2 separate regions of the Gossypium arboreum genome follow, and region 1 is linked to region 2. The links are chromatin contacts, called in public Hi-C maps. All regions are on one chromosome and are shown on one strand. Each heading gives the region's core, a stretch centred on a gene start, on an enhancer-like site or on the middle of the called end of the contact. The rest is flanking DNA. Distances are from core to core; before and after follow the strand shown. Region 1 holds the start of LOC108489214 (protein FAR1-RELATED SEQUENCE 11-like). Region 2 holds the start of LOC108488361 (photosystem II D1 precursor processing protein PSB27-H2, chloroplastic).

Region 1 (6,567 bases), core at 1,001-3,500, 63 kb after region 2:
CAGTAATGAATTTTTCTTTATAATGTTCACCTATCCAAGTTGAGGTTAGATTCCTATTTTTATAGACTTTAGAACAAGTATGCTTAGGGTTTGAACTCCTAATTTGCCAAGTCTAGTCAATAGGGTCATTAGGGTTTAGCCTAGAAGCCCATATGAACCAAGAACATTTTTCACTGCAGACTACCTTTAACCTTTTTAAATAATTTTTGGGAAACTTAATAAAATAACTATTCTACCTACCATACTGCTTGGCAGCTTATTTTTTACTGTCTTTACACTTAAATAACATTCCAACTATAAGTCTAGGATTACTCATGTCATTCTCTAAGTTGAACTTAGGCCAATTTTGGCCATCTAAGTCAGATTCATGTGCACTATCTAACCTCCTAGAATAATCACTATCACACAGTTCATCTACTTCTATACGATCCATGTTTAAACCATCTAAATTAACTCTTTCAGATGCATCACTATCACTACCTGACATATCACTACCAGACACATCATTACTAGACATGTTTTCTTCATTCTCATTAAAATTGTCATCAATTAAACCTGCCAAACAAAGTACTCATCAATAAAGGCAGACAACATAGGCAAACATTTTATCCATTTCTGTCAAACAATAACCAATCAAAATACCCAATAATTTAATACAAACACTTCTGTTATGCACATGGCAGACAACAACCAATACAAAAATTAATTTAATCAAACACAATCATTTTTCTCATGCACATGGCAGACAATAATAGGCAATAACCAATACAATAAAGAAGGTAAATAACAATGGGAGTGATAGTGGCAGATATGCACAATAAAAAATAGGAGCTTGGATACAAACAATGGCATATATACACAATAAACATCAGTTTGATAATGGCATTCAACAATGGTAGATACAAACAATAAACATCATGCACATGGCATACAATACACATTATATGTCATACACATTAAAAACCAAACCCTAATCTGTCATGCATATTAATAACAAATAAAATCGAAATCGAAATAACCCTAAATCAAAATCAAAATACAAATCAAAATCAAAATCAAATTCTAATTCTAAATCGAGATCGAAATCGAAATCGAAATTGAAATCAAAATCTAAATCAGAATTAGTGAGTGTTTCAAAATTGTAATAAAAATCAAAATAGAAATCAAAATCAAAATCAAAACCGAAATTAAAATTGAAACCAAAATAACCTTAATTAACCCTAAATCGAAATAACAGCATTGAAATCCAAAAAAAGTTACAACTAAATACAACAACTTACCCGTTAAAGTGGATGTAACAACACTGATAGCTTCTTTTCTATTGCCCATTGTCGCTGACAATCAAAAATACCGAATGGTTTCTGGTTCGTCTTCTTTTCTCCCCAAACAAAATAGATAATCGTACCCTAAACCTTATACCTTGTTACTCGATTATTGAACCGATTTCTAACCCTAAACCCTTCTTAATCGATTCTCAATTCAGTTTAAACCCTAAAAAACCCCAAATCACGATCAAAATTTCCTAAATCGATTTTTCTTTCCCCCCAAATCTCCTTAATCCTAATCTGTTTCTAACCCTAAAACATTAACTCATAACCCTTCAAATTTTTCCCTAAACCCACCCCAAACCAAGCACCAATCAGCCGTTGCCAACGTGGCAAGTTAACTTGCCACATCAGCTGGTTAACTTGCCACGTTAGCAATCCTGTTAACACCCTAACGGTAACAGTTAATCCGTGACTATTTTGTCACTTTTTTTATAACGTTGGTTACTGTTTTGTAACTTTTTGAAAGTTGAGTGACTGAAATGAAACCTAGGTGACTGTTTTGTCAGCTACCCCAAAGTTGGGACTGTTGGTGTAATTATAATGTTCGTTTGGAATAAAACAATTTCGTATTTTTGGTATAAGTAATAAAATATTAATTTTATTTTTATAATAATAATTTTTTTATGAATAAAAAATTTAATATTTTTCAGAGAAGAGTTTGTGTTGGAAGGCAATGCTGATCTCGCCTGACAAACTCCGTCTACTTGGGTGCCGCTTGACAAATCTTCTGCACCCTTCCAACTCGTATTTAGACAAGTAATATTGGCACCTATGACCCAATGATGGCATGATAATTATAGAAAAAGAAAAATGATGGTGTCAACTTGTAAGGCACTACCAATGATAACTATTGTAAAAATATTATTCTGGTAAATAATGTTACGTGCATACCATTCGAGATAATAAATTTTGTTTTTATTCGGATAAAAACCATAAAAAAAAAATTAATAATAAGTGATTGTATTATTTGCTTCTGTTTTTTCATTTTCTCGTTTTTCCTTTTTCTTTCCCACTTCCTCGATTCTTTTGTTCTCCTTTCTCTTCTTATCTTTCATTCTTCTTCTCTCTTCAGCAAACCCTAGCTTTCTCTCCCTTGCCGCCACCGCCTGGTTCTCCGGCGGTCTTCTCCAGCTCCATCTGATCCGTCGTTTCTTTCCTCCTTTCATCTCATTTTTTCCCTTTCCTTTACTTAGCGAGATATTCTTAACTGCCGCCTTCTTTAACCGCCGCCGGTGCCGCCGTTTATGTTGATCGGAGGCCACGAAAAGACCGATTTTCTCCCCCGTTCGCTTCTACTGGTTCCGATATTCCAAAATCGAAACCAAACAAAAACTTTAGGACCCGAAAACCTCTTGAACTTCTCCTGACCTGATCTCCGCCGTTTACCGTTGATCCAGCACGATTCCGAGATATGGGGCTGCTCTCGTAGGTGGCTGACTTTCGACCGTCCGGATCGATGAACGGAGACCCCAAACGGCTCCGATGAATCCTTGGGTGAAAGTAGTTTCTTACTTTTTCTTCTTCTGATTTCTCTGCTTATTTTCAGGTTCAAGCTGGGATTTCGTAAAAAAAGAAGTTTTCCTTTGTTTTTTTAAAATTATGGTGGTTGATTTGCTGAGTTGGGGTTGGATGGTGGTTCACGAGTGGTGTGGTGGAGCAAGTGCAGGGTCCTGCGGACCAGATTATAAAATTTGCAAAACCAGGGGGGCCTTCTTGTAATTTTCCCATTCCCCCTTTTGGTATTTTTTTGTATTTTTGTAATTCAAAATTACAGAAAAATACTTATATATGCCAAACATTAATGAGCCAAAATTATCCAAATTATAAAAAGAGCCCAAATCCACTTTAAGTTCAAATTAAATTCGACAAAATTATGAACAAGCCCAAAATTAAATTTACAAGTCCAATCAATCGAATATTATTTAATTCAAATTTAAAGAGTTCATTTTTGCAAATTTATTAAGCAAGTTACTCAAAATGTAAATAAGCGAGTTCCTTTTTAAATTGTAATGATTTCCCTTTTCTGGGTGTAGGGTCATTTTCCAGAGGGTATCAAATGGCTAAGAAATCAAGCTTGCATTGAGAAATTTAGCTATCGAGTGAGTTCTTTTTTCTCCAAATTTAAGCTATATTCTGTTTTTTTTTTATTGTTTTGATCTGGCTTTATTTTATCGAAATATAGTGGAATTTTCAAGTTCCCTTTGATTTGCAATGTTAGTCTACACATTGGGTTAATTGAAGAATTAGTTCTTTTAATGCTAATTTTAAGTGATCACTTATTAGTTATTAATGGATCTTCCGAGGAAATGATAAAAGAAATTAGCTGGCATGAAGAAGAGTATCGAAGGAGAAGATTAGCTAGTTTCTTTACTGCATACAATGTAGTTCTTTGATCTTATTTTTATGTTACGATTGCACTCGCTAGCTCTTTTGCTTTCATAGTATTATTTCATATGGCTTCACTGTATTTGCAAATTTTGTTTAACTATTACTTGTTTTTGTTATATTGTGTATAATTGAGATTTTATTTTTCTTTTGTGTAAAGAATGTCAGAAGGGACAAGTATGGTGATGGAATCTTCTGAAAATGGCACTGATTTATCTCAAGATGATAATGGAACTATTGTGGAAATGCCCGAAGACACGATATTGTCGCAACAAACTTCTGTGAATCTTGTTCCATTTATCGGCCAGAGGTTTGTATCACAGGATGCTGCTTATGAATTTTATTGCAGTTTTGCCAAACAATGTGGTTTCTCGATCAGGCGCCATCGAACCCGAGGGAAAGATGGGATTGGTCGAGGTGTCACGAGAAGGGATTTTACTTGCCATCGAGGCGGATATCCGCAGATGAAGTTATCTGAAGATGGGAAGATGCAGAGGAATCGCAAATCATCGCGTTGCGGTTGTCGAGCATACATGCGCATTGTCAAGCGTGCAGATTTCAATGTTCCTGAATGGCGTGTTACTGCCTTTAGCAACATCCACAACCATGAACTCTTAAAAGCAAATGAAGTATGTCTTCTTCCTGCGTACTGTACCATTACTCCAGATGACAAAGCACGGATTTGCATGTTTGCAAAAGCTGGAATGTCAGTGAGACAAATGTTAAGATTGATGGAGCTAGAGAAAGGAGTTAAGTTAGGCTGTTTACCGTTTACAGAAATAGATGTGAGGAACCTGCTGCAGTCTTTTAGAAATGTCAATCGCGATAATGATCCTATTGATCTTATTGCAATGTGCAAAAAACTAAAAGATGAAAATCCCAACTTTCAATATGATTTCAAATTAGATGGCCATAACAGGCTGGAACATATTGCATGGACTTATGCTTCATCTGTTCAGTTATACGTGTCATTTGGAGATGCTGTGATTTTCGATACGACGCACCGCCTGGATGCCTATGACATGCTATTAGGTGTATGGGTTGGAGTAGACAATCATGGAATGACTACTTTTTTTGGATGTGTCCTTTTACGAGATGAAAACATACAATCTTTCTCATGGGGATTGAAGGTAGAAAACCTATAGCCATACATTTTACTCTTAGCATACTACAGATATGCAATTTACCTTGGCGATGGGGCTCCTGCCTCAGACTTTGCACCCTTTTTTGGGATAATTAACTTCACACACTTCGATTTCTCCTAATTCATTCTAGAGTTTGGGTGCTGTTAAAGTATAGATTATGGGATGTAAATATGCACATGGAGTAATTTAATCTCGAAGTTAAAAACATTAAGGTGAATGGAGTTTTAAAGTGCAATTGATGCATATTTGATTCTTTAAGTTTCTAGTCCTTATGCTCCTCATTTTCCTTTTTGTGTTTTTTTTTAGTTCTCTGATTGCACGTCTTTCTGATTCTTGATGTTCCCAATATTTATGCAGACATTTTTGGGCTTCATGAAAGGAAAGGCTCCACAAACCCTACTAACTGACCAAAATATGTGGCTGAAAGAGGCAATTGCTATTGAAATGCCTGAAACGAAGCATGCTTTTAGTATTTGCCACATTATCTCAAAGTTCTCTGATTGGTTCTCTGTTTTGCTTGGGTCACGATATGATGACTGGAAATCTGATTTTTATCGGCTTTATGGTCTGGAGCTGTTAGAAGAATTTGAAGAAGAATGGAGAGAAATGATTGATAAATATGGACTCCATGATAATAAGCACATTATCAGCTTATATGCATTGCGGACATTTTGGGCTTTGCCATTCTTGAGGCCTTACTTCTTTGCAGGTTTGACAAGTTTATGTCAATCAGAGACCACTACTACTTTCATCCAACGGATTTTGAGTGCACAGTCCCTACTAGATCGTTTTGTAGAACAAGTGCGCAATTTTTTTTTTCCTCCTCCCGTATTTTGTTGATATAGATTTCTTTTACTATGCCAAATCTTATTGAACATTTTTTTTCTTTTGTAGGTGGCTGAGGTTGTTGAATTCAATGACCGTGGTTCCAAGCAAAAGCAGCCAAGGAAATCGCAGAAAGTCTGCCTTAAAACAGGCTCACCAATTGAATCTCATGCGGCTACTGTTCTTACACCGTATGCCTTTGGTAAGCTCCAAGAAGAGCTTTTATTGGCTCCACAATATGCATCCTTTGTGGTTGATGAAGGCTGCTTCGAGGTCAAACACCATACCCAAATGGATGGAGGGTGTAAAGTGATCTGCGTTCTGTGTGAAGAGCAGATTAGTTGTAGTTGCCATCATTTTGAGTTTTCAGGTATTCTTTGCAGGCATGTTCTTCGTGTTCTATCTAGTAATAACTGTTTCCATATTCCAGACCCATACCTGCCCAGCCGTTGGCGTTTGAATAGTTCGTCTTCCATAAACCCATTAAGCAATGCAACGAGACAGCACTCCGAAAAGATTCAGTTGTTAGAGTCCTTGACTTCAGCACTCATAGCAGAGTCAATCGAAACAAAGGAACGCCTCGATGTTGCTTGTGAGCAAACCGCCATGGTTCTTTCCCGCATCAAGGACCTTCCTAGGACGACACAAAGTGCAAATGATATCGTATACAATTGTCCATCTGATTTGATCTTACCAGAGGTAGAAGATACAGATGGAATTGTTCAAAGCTTCACAATGGGGACTTCTCATGAACCTCTCACTTCAGGAAAGCTGAAGGATAGAAGGCCAAGAGATGGGATTGATATAACTCGAAAACGAAGACATTATTCTGATTCTTGCTGTGGGCATTTCGAACATGATTCATCAGATTGCCCAATGATGGA
Region 2 (6,565 bases), core at 2,910-5,409:
GAGTGGGTTGTTACTTTCATGCTTATAATATAATAATTTATAACTTAAACATGCATAAAAATAATTTTTTAAAATTGAATATGGGTGTAGTTATCTATGTAATTACTTCAATTCTTATAAATTGAAAGAAGAGAAGTTTTTGTTGTTGTTCAACGAAATGAAAAACAAAAATTAGGTTTTTAACATTTTAGGGGTTTTTCTATAAATTGAAAATGAAAAATATTAACATATAACATAAGTTTTTTATTTGAAATACGTGGATATTACGTGGAATTAGAAAATTTCACATTAGACTTCTGTTAGAACTCAACGTCTCGTAATTCGATGAGAACTTTTTAATAGTTAAGGGACTATGTTCTGTAACATTTTGAAGTAAAGTGATTAAAGTGTAAATCTATTAATAATTTAGTGAGTATGGTTGTAGTTTAACCAAATAAAAATGGAAAAAGCAACTGAAATGACCAACTAATCCCTCAATCTTTTTTTAAAAGAGCTTCCCATCTCCATTTTGGATAAAAATCGTCTGGGTCGAAATTTGCTAAAAGGTGGGGGGTTTTGCAGAAGGTACCCAATTTCTTCAAGCTGTGGAAATTTCTTTTTGAACTCTCCTTTTTTTATCTATTTCTTAACATCTATGATGGAGTTTCCCCTGAATTTTTTGCAGTAATTATTAGCATTCTCGGGGCAGCATATATTTACTGTGCAAGAAAGGTACTCAAAATCATATTTCAGTTTTCAATTAAAAAAAATACCTGTATTTGCAATGAACATGACATAGAATTTGACTAACTCTGGATTGTTTGCCATCAAGGTAACCCCCCACTTTGGGCGGACTCTAATTTATTGCTTCAGATTCAACCAACAATGGCTCTTAATCTTGCCCCAAAGATTTCTGTCCCTAATATCAACTCCATGGAGAGACCTCAAACTAAATGTAAGCCACAGATTTCTTTTACTTTTCTACCTTCCTTTTTTAAATAATTCATGATTTCTATTTATGCTCGGTTGAGGCAAACAATAGGGTTCGAATTTTACTACAAACTATGATTTGCCTTATAATCTATGCTTTTAACAGTTAGCTACATTCCTTGTATTAGTATTTACATCAAATGCTTCCAGATTGACCGTTTTGTTGCTCATCAATCTCAATTATTTGTTGAACCACAGTTGGTAAACTGCAATTTAGGTGTTATGTAGTTGAACCATCTTTCTCGAGCCGTCGCCGAATAATAGCACGTACTACCACTGCTACATTGTTGGCTGTTCTGACCTTCAACTGCATTTCGACTCCATTACCAGTACGGGCCGAATCGGACGAGGACCAAGGTGTTGCAGGGGCTATTAAATCGTTGTTTGATCCTAATGAGAAAACAAAGTCAGGTAAAGTGTTGCCGAAGGCTTATGTAAAGTCGGCAAGAGAAGTCGTGAAAACGCTGCGCGAATCGCTGAAGGAGGATCCCAAGGATGTCGCTAAATTTAGACGAACGGCAGATTCGGCAAAGGAGTCGATCCGAGATTATTTGAGTAATTGGAGGGGGCAAGAGAAGGTGGCTGGTGAGGTATGCATGTATCTTCTACCGTCCTTGACTGATGAATGGTTTAAAAGCATTAGATTTCACTGATACTCTTTATAAACATCTGCATCATAGGAATCATATATGGAACTGGAAAAGGCGATTAGAGCACTGGCCAGTTTCTACTCAAAGGCAGGTCCCTCTGCTCCATTGCCAGAAGAGATTAAGAATGAGATATTGAATGATTTGAGCACAGCTGAAGAATTTTTGTAGTGCACATGATACATATATACAGCTCCTTAGTTGAAAGCAGTGTTGTTGTTATTATTATTTTGGTTGTTTAAGTTTGATGCATTGGTAAAAATATGAAAAGTTCGATAAGACTCGCGAGAGACGAACTCGAATAGCTTACAAACATCAATATCTTATTTACACCCCTAGTTATACCGGAAATAATTGCTTACCGTCTAGGTCTAGGTTGTAGTACACAAAAGTAGTTGTAACAATTCGTTTTATTTTTAAAAAGAAAACTGCTCCTCGATGGTAAAAATATTCATGAGTCAGAATAGTTTAAATTCAAGTTAGGTATGTGTATTGTATTAATACAATTTCTATATTACCAATTTCGGTCTAACTAAAAATACTAGTTTCAAATTATTCATACCTTGGACAAGTTGAATTAATCTTATTTTAGGTTTTGATTATATCTTTTCTTTTTTGATACAATACTTAGAACTACTCATAATTCTTTCACCACCCCTAAATAAAAGGATAATGCACTTCAATGTACTTGAACTCACATTCTCCTACATTAACAATAATACTTATATAAATCGAGTTAAGACTTAATCGACATGTATATTTATATTTATATTTGTATTAACTCACTAACTCAATAACAATTAAATCCATTATTCAAAACTTAAAAAAAATTATTCAACTAAATAACTCAACCCAAAATATAAAATTTTAAAATTATATTTAATACAATAAAATATTTATTATATTTATTTGTGTTCTTTAATATAATAAAACATCCATTATACTTATGGTAGAGTTTTTAATATAAATAATTTTAATGTGTTAATAAATTTTATTTTAGCGATTTTTGTGCATTTTATATATTATATTTTAAAAAAATTATTTTTAAATAAAACTAATCTAAAAAAAATCAAATATGGGTTAGCCGGGTATGACGCGGGTTTACTTTTCTTAAATTAGATTGGGCTTGGACAAAAAAATAAACTTATTTTTCGGTTCAAATTAGATTTGAACTTGAAAAATTAATTTAAATACCTTACATGAATCCAACTCAAATCAACTCGACTCATTATCACCTCTAATCATAAGGATCTTATCTCACCCTATCTTTCTGTTCATTTGTCAAAATGTTGTCTCTTGCATGCTCATGAAAGCCGAGGAGGAATGGAGTTAAAATTATTTTTAATGGCCTAGCTATATGTCACTTGCTTCTCCTTGATGATTGCTTTCTCTTCTTCAAACTTACTGTGTGGTCATGCAGAACCATCAAGAACATTTTGAATCATTTCTATGAAGTGTTCAAAATTCCTTAGCCCGTCGTGTAGACCTAATTATTGAAGATGGTTCAATGGAATTCTTAACATCAAGGCAAAGGTGCACTAGAAAAGTATCTGGGTGTTGATTTAGGAAGCCTATCCAAAAACAGGGTATTCTTCCGACTGACAATAATCCAAAACAATTGAAGGATGCTGCTATCACTACTACCGAAGACATGCCCCCATAATTTTGCTCATTTCTGTCTAACAAAGCTTAGACATACTCCATGCTTATTATTATTTTGTTAAGCTAAACCAAATCATACAGCCCTTTATCTCATCTTTGTTTCTCCTTTTTACACATTCATTCATCATAGTCCAATTTGAAATAGTTTTACCCTTGAATAAGGTTTTCAACGTTGGAGCTGGGTCTTAGTTTTCATTAAAAATACCTTTTAGTTTTAAATTATATTTAAAAGGGTTAAAGTAGTTGGAAGAACCTGTATTATAGAAATTGTATTAAATTTGTATCTTTATTATTAAATAGATTAATTTAGTTTGTATATTATTAAAAAGAATCTAATTAAGTCTAAATTATATCAAAGATAATATTTATTGTATAAGAAAATTTTGAATTTTTTCATTTACAATTCAATTCTAAACAAAAATTCATTTATAAAACCAAAATAACTAAAAATAGTAACTCTTTTGAACAACAAATGTCAACTCTATATCAATTTGATCTTATTTGATTCTTTTTAATAGTAAAAGAATTAATTTGATTCATTTAATAGTAGATAATTTAATTTGATATAATTTCTATAATACATGGATTTCTCAAACAATTTCACCTATTTAAAAGTAAAAATAAAAAGAGATTATATTGTCATTTAAGCCTATTGGATTTGCCCAACGGATAAACACTTTCAAGGTCCTAAAACTTGAGAAAGATAGAGAAGTAAAATATAATGACCGCTGAAAATAAATAATGGATGATTCATTTCGTTCGTCATAGATTTAGGCACACGTGCCTTATGCACAAATCTCACACATCAGGGCAGGGGGTCGCTCCAGCGTACGCCGATCGACGAAGGATAAGGCTGGCAAATCAGCATAAACGACCAAAAACCGTGGGCTCACGCGATCCACAAGCGACACACGTGTTGCCCTTGAGAACAGTTTAGCTCTCAAGTGACTTCTTTGGATAACTGATGCGATTTGCTATTATGATGTTAAAAATAGCCGTAAGTATGAAATTTGGTATTGTAATGATAAGATATGTATTTGAATTTAAACTTTATTAAGCACATTAAATTAAAAATAATAAAATATATTATTTTACAAAATTATTAAAATATGTGAAATTGTAATTTTATTTAATAAAATAATAAAATTTATCATAATTTTTATAAATATTTTAATCATTCATTTTATAATCATTTTAAATTACTAGTATATTAAATTATAGATATATATTAGTTTACTAAAAATTAAATTAATAAAATTATTTAACATATAAAAGAGTAAAATAAAACAATGAGACTTTTTTTTGACAAAATAAATAAACAATGAAAACATAAATATGAAAGGAGGGGTGAATTACACAAAAATATTAATTTTCATAAAAAAATTATCAGATTAGGATGATTTTTTTGAAATTTATTGGATTAGACTGATTTTGGATCGAGAAGGAAAATGCATCCAGTTGGACGCGTTTTCCCTAACAGCTATCCCCAACAATTGAATTCCAACGACTCCCCTCCCCCAACTTTATTTTTTCTATTTAAATCTCAAATTTTCCACTTTTTCAATTCACTCTCAACTTTCTCTCAATTCATTCTCAATCCTCTCTCAATCCTTTCTTAATTCTCACTCAACTCAATTCTCTCAGTTCACTCTCATTTTTTTATTAAAATTGGATTAAGTTTTTTAATTAATTTTGTATTACGATTTTTATTCGCATTTATTAAAATTATTAATGGCAAATTCTCTTATTCGTTTGGATGGCAAACACATTTCGGCCATTCAATTGTAAATGGTAAAAAATTATTTTAATATAATTTAATTTAATTTAATTATTCGTTGTTATATTGAAATTTAAGATTTTATATTTTTATAATTAGCTGGAATATCGAATTTTGGAGACGTATACTCGCGATCTATTTGCTCCTCCATCATTTTTAATTGAACCATACTTGAGAGATGCGAGATTTTTACACGTGCCGTATGGGTAGGGGTTATAAATTGGGCCCCACACTTAAAAGAATATTGGTGGAAAGATGGAGACCAAGACATACATATTCCATCTTCCATGTGATGAGTTACTATCACACTCGAGGACGTGCAATTATAGCTCAGGTTACAGGTGGATGGGTTAGTTGTTGTTGCCAATTAGAGAGATGTATGTGAGCAACTTTTAGGGAGGGTTTCGAACACAATTTTTGGAGGTCAGATAAATATGAACTGATTGAAAAGAAATTTTGTCGGGATCGATGCGGAATCAAGTGAAGTTGAGAGAGAAGAACACGCTCGGGAGTACATCATTAGGATCATCAGAGGTCTCATAATGCCCGATAAATCGCGAAATCTTGTCCATTTAAGATGACTGCTAAAACTCGTGAACTTTAGAGAAATGGCTGACTCAGTTGGGGGTCAACTATGTTGGCGACAATGTGCCGAGAGATGTGTTAGGCGACACAACTACACAAAATTAAAATAAGTGGTAGCATGCTACTGTTGCAATCATGGGCGTGGTATTGATTACCTGTTTTACATCCTCAAGTTGACTACCCTTATACATTCCCACTTGTAACAAGGTAAAATTCATTTGATAATATACCATTTATAATTAAAATTTTAAAATTTTGTATTAACGTAGTATTTGAATAGGTGGAACCATGGGTCGAGTTACATGGGACTATCGGAGGTGCTCGAAGATATACGGCTACTCTTAGATCAACAATCGAAAACAGAGATATGTTTTTTTAAAATTTCAATTATACAATATTAACGTAGTTGATTTAAAAATTAATAGTAAATATATAATTAAAATTATTATTGTACTATAGTTTGAATGGATGTCATACTCCGATCTGATAATTCAAGCATGCATTCTGCCTGAATTCTTGGCGACTCCCAACATATGGCATATGAAGGCGCTAGTGGTAGTGTACGTTACGGTGGAGATGCATGAATCTGATTGAGTTATGCGGTAGTTCAAAATTAGATAAATAATTCCGCCGGCACCCCAAGACATCAAAGATCAGCATAATATCAACTCATGGGAGAGAACCGATGAAAATTAAGATACATATATGCGCAATATATCAACATTTGGAACCATAGGTACGGCTTTATACCTAATTGCGAACCCATTATCACTCGAGAATTAACTTGCAATACGGAGTACATGCCATGGTTTATATACCATGGAAAGTCATATCTACTATCGGAAGAGGCGAGGGGTAGGCAACATCATAAGCGGAGGCCACTACGAGTGCTTAAGAATCCAAGGTCTAGAGAAGCTGCTAAGAC

What was found. Hi-C and Micro-C count contacts between places; a contact is called where the count stands out from the background.
Region 1: a Hi-C map of leaf shows a contact between it and region 2, with 2.9 times the contacts expected there. The contact joins the promoter of LOC108489214 here to the enhancer-like site in region 2. A contact is called at or near these places in 2 of 5 Hi-C or Micro-C datasets (both in leaf).

Annotation. Positions count from the first base shown.
Region 1 is chr10:108,441,377-108,447,943 of ASM2569848v2, forward strand. It overlaps LOC108489214 (protein FAR1-RELATED SEQUENCE 11-like), which reads left to right and starts at 2,251. Exons shown (of 5, transcript XM_017793578.2): 1 at 2,251-2,828; 2 at 3,362-3,427; 3 at 3,874-4,843; 4 at 5,216-5,659; 5 at 5,753-6,567. The coding sequence starts at 3,875.
Region 2 is chr10:108,376,557-108,383,121 of ASM2569848v2, forward strand. LOC108488361 (photosystem II D1 precursor processing protein PSB27-H2, chloroplastic) reads left to right here and starts at 473. Exons shown (of 5, transcript XM_053020442.1): 1 at 473-564; 2 at 665-711; 3 at 812-934; 4 at 1,168-1,559; 5 at 1,650-2,064. The coding sequence starts at 865. The coding sequence ends at 1,787. Within about 2 kb of position 4,160, at least 1 of the 2 cell types and tissues checked has an H3K27ac peak or open chromatin away from gene starts, as enhancers often do. A contact at or near this core is called in leaf, where this site is marked.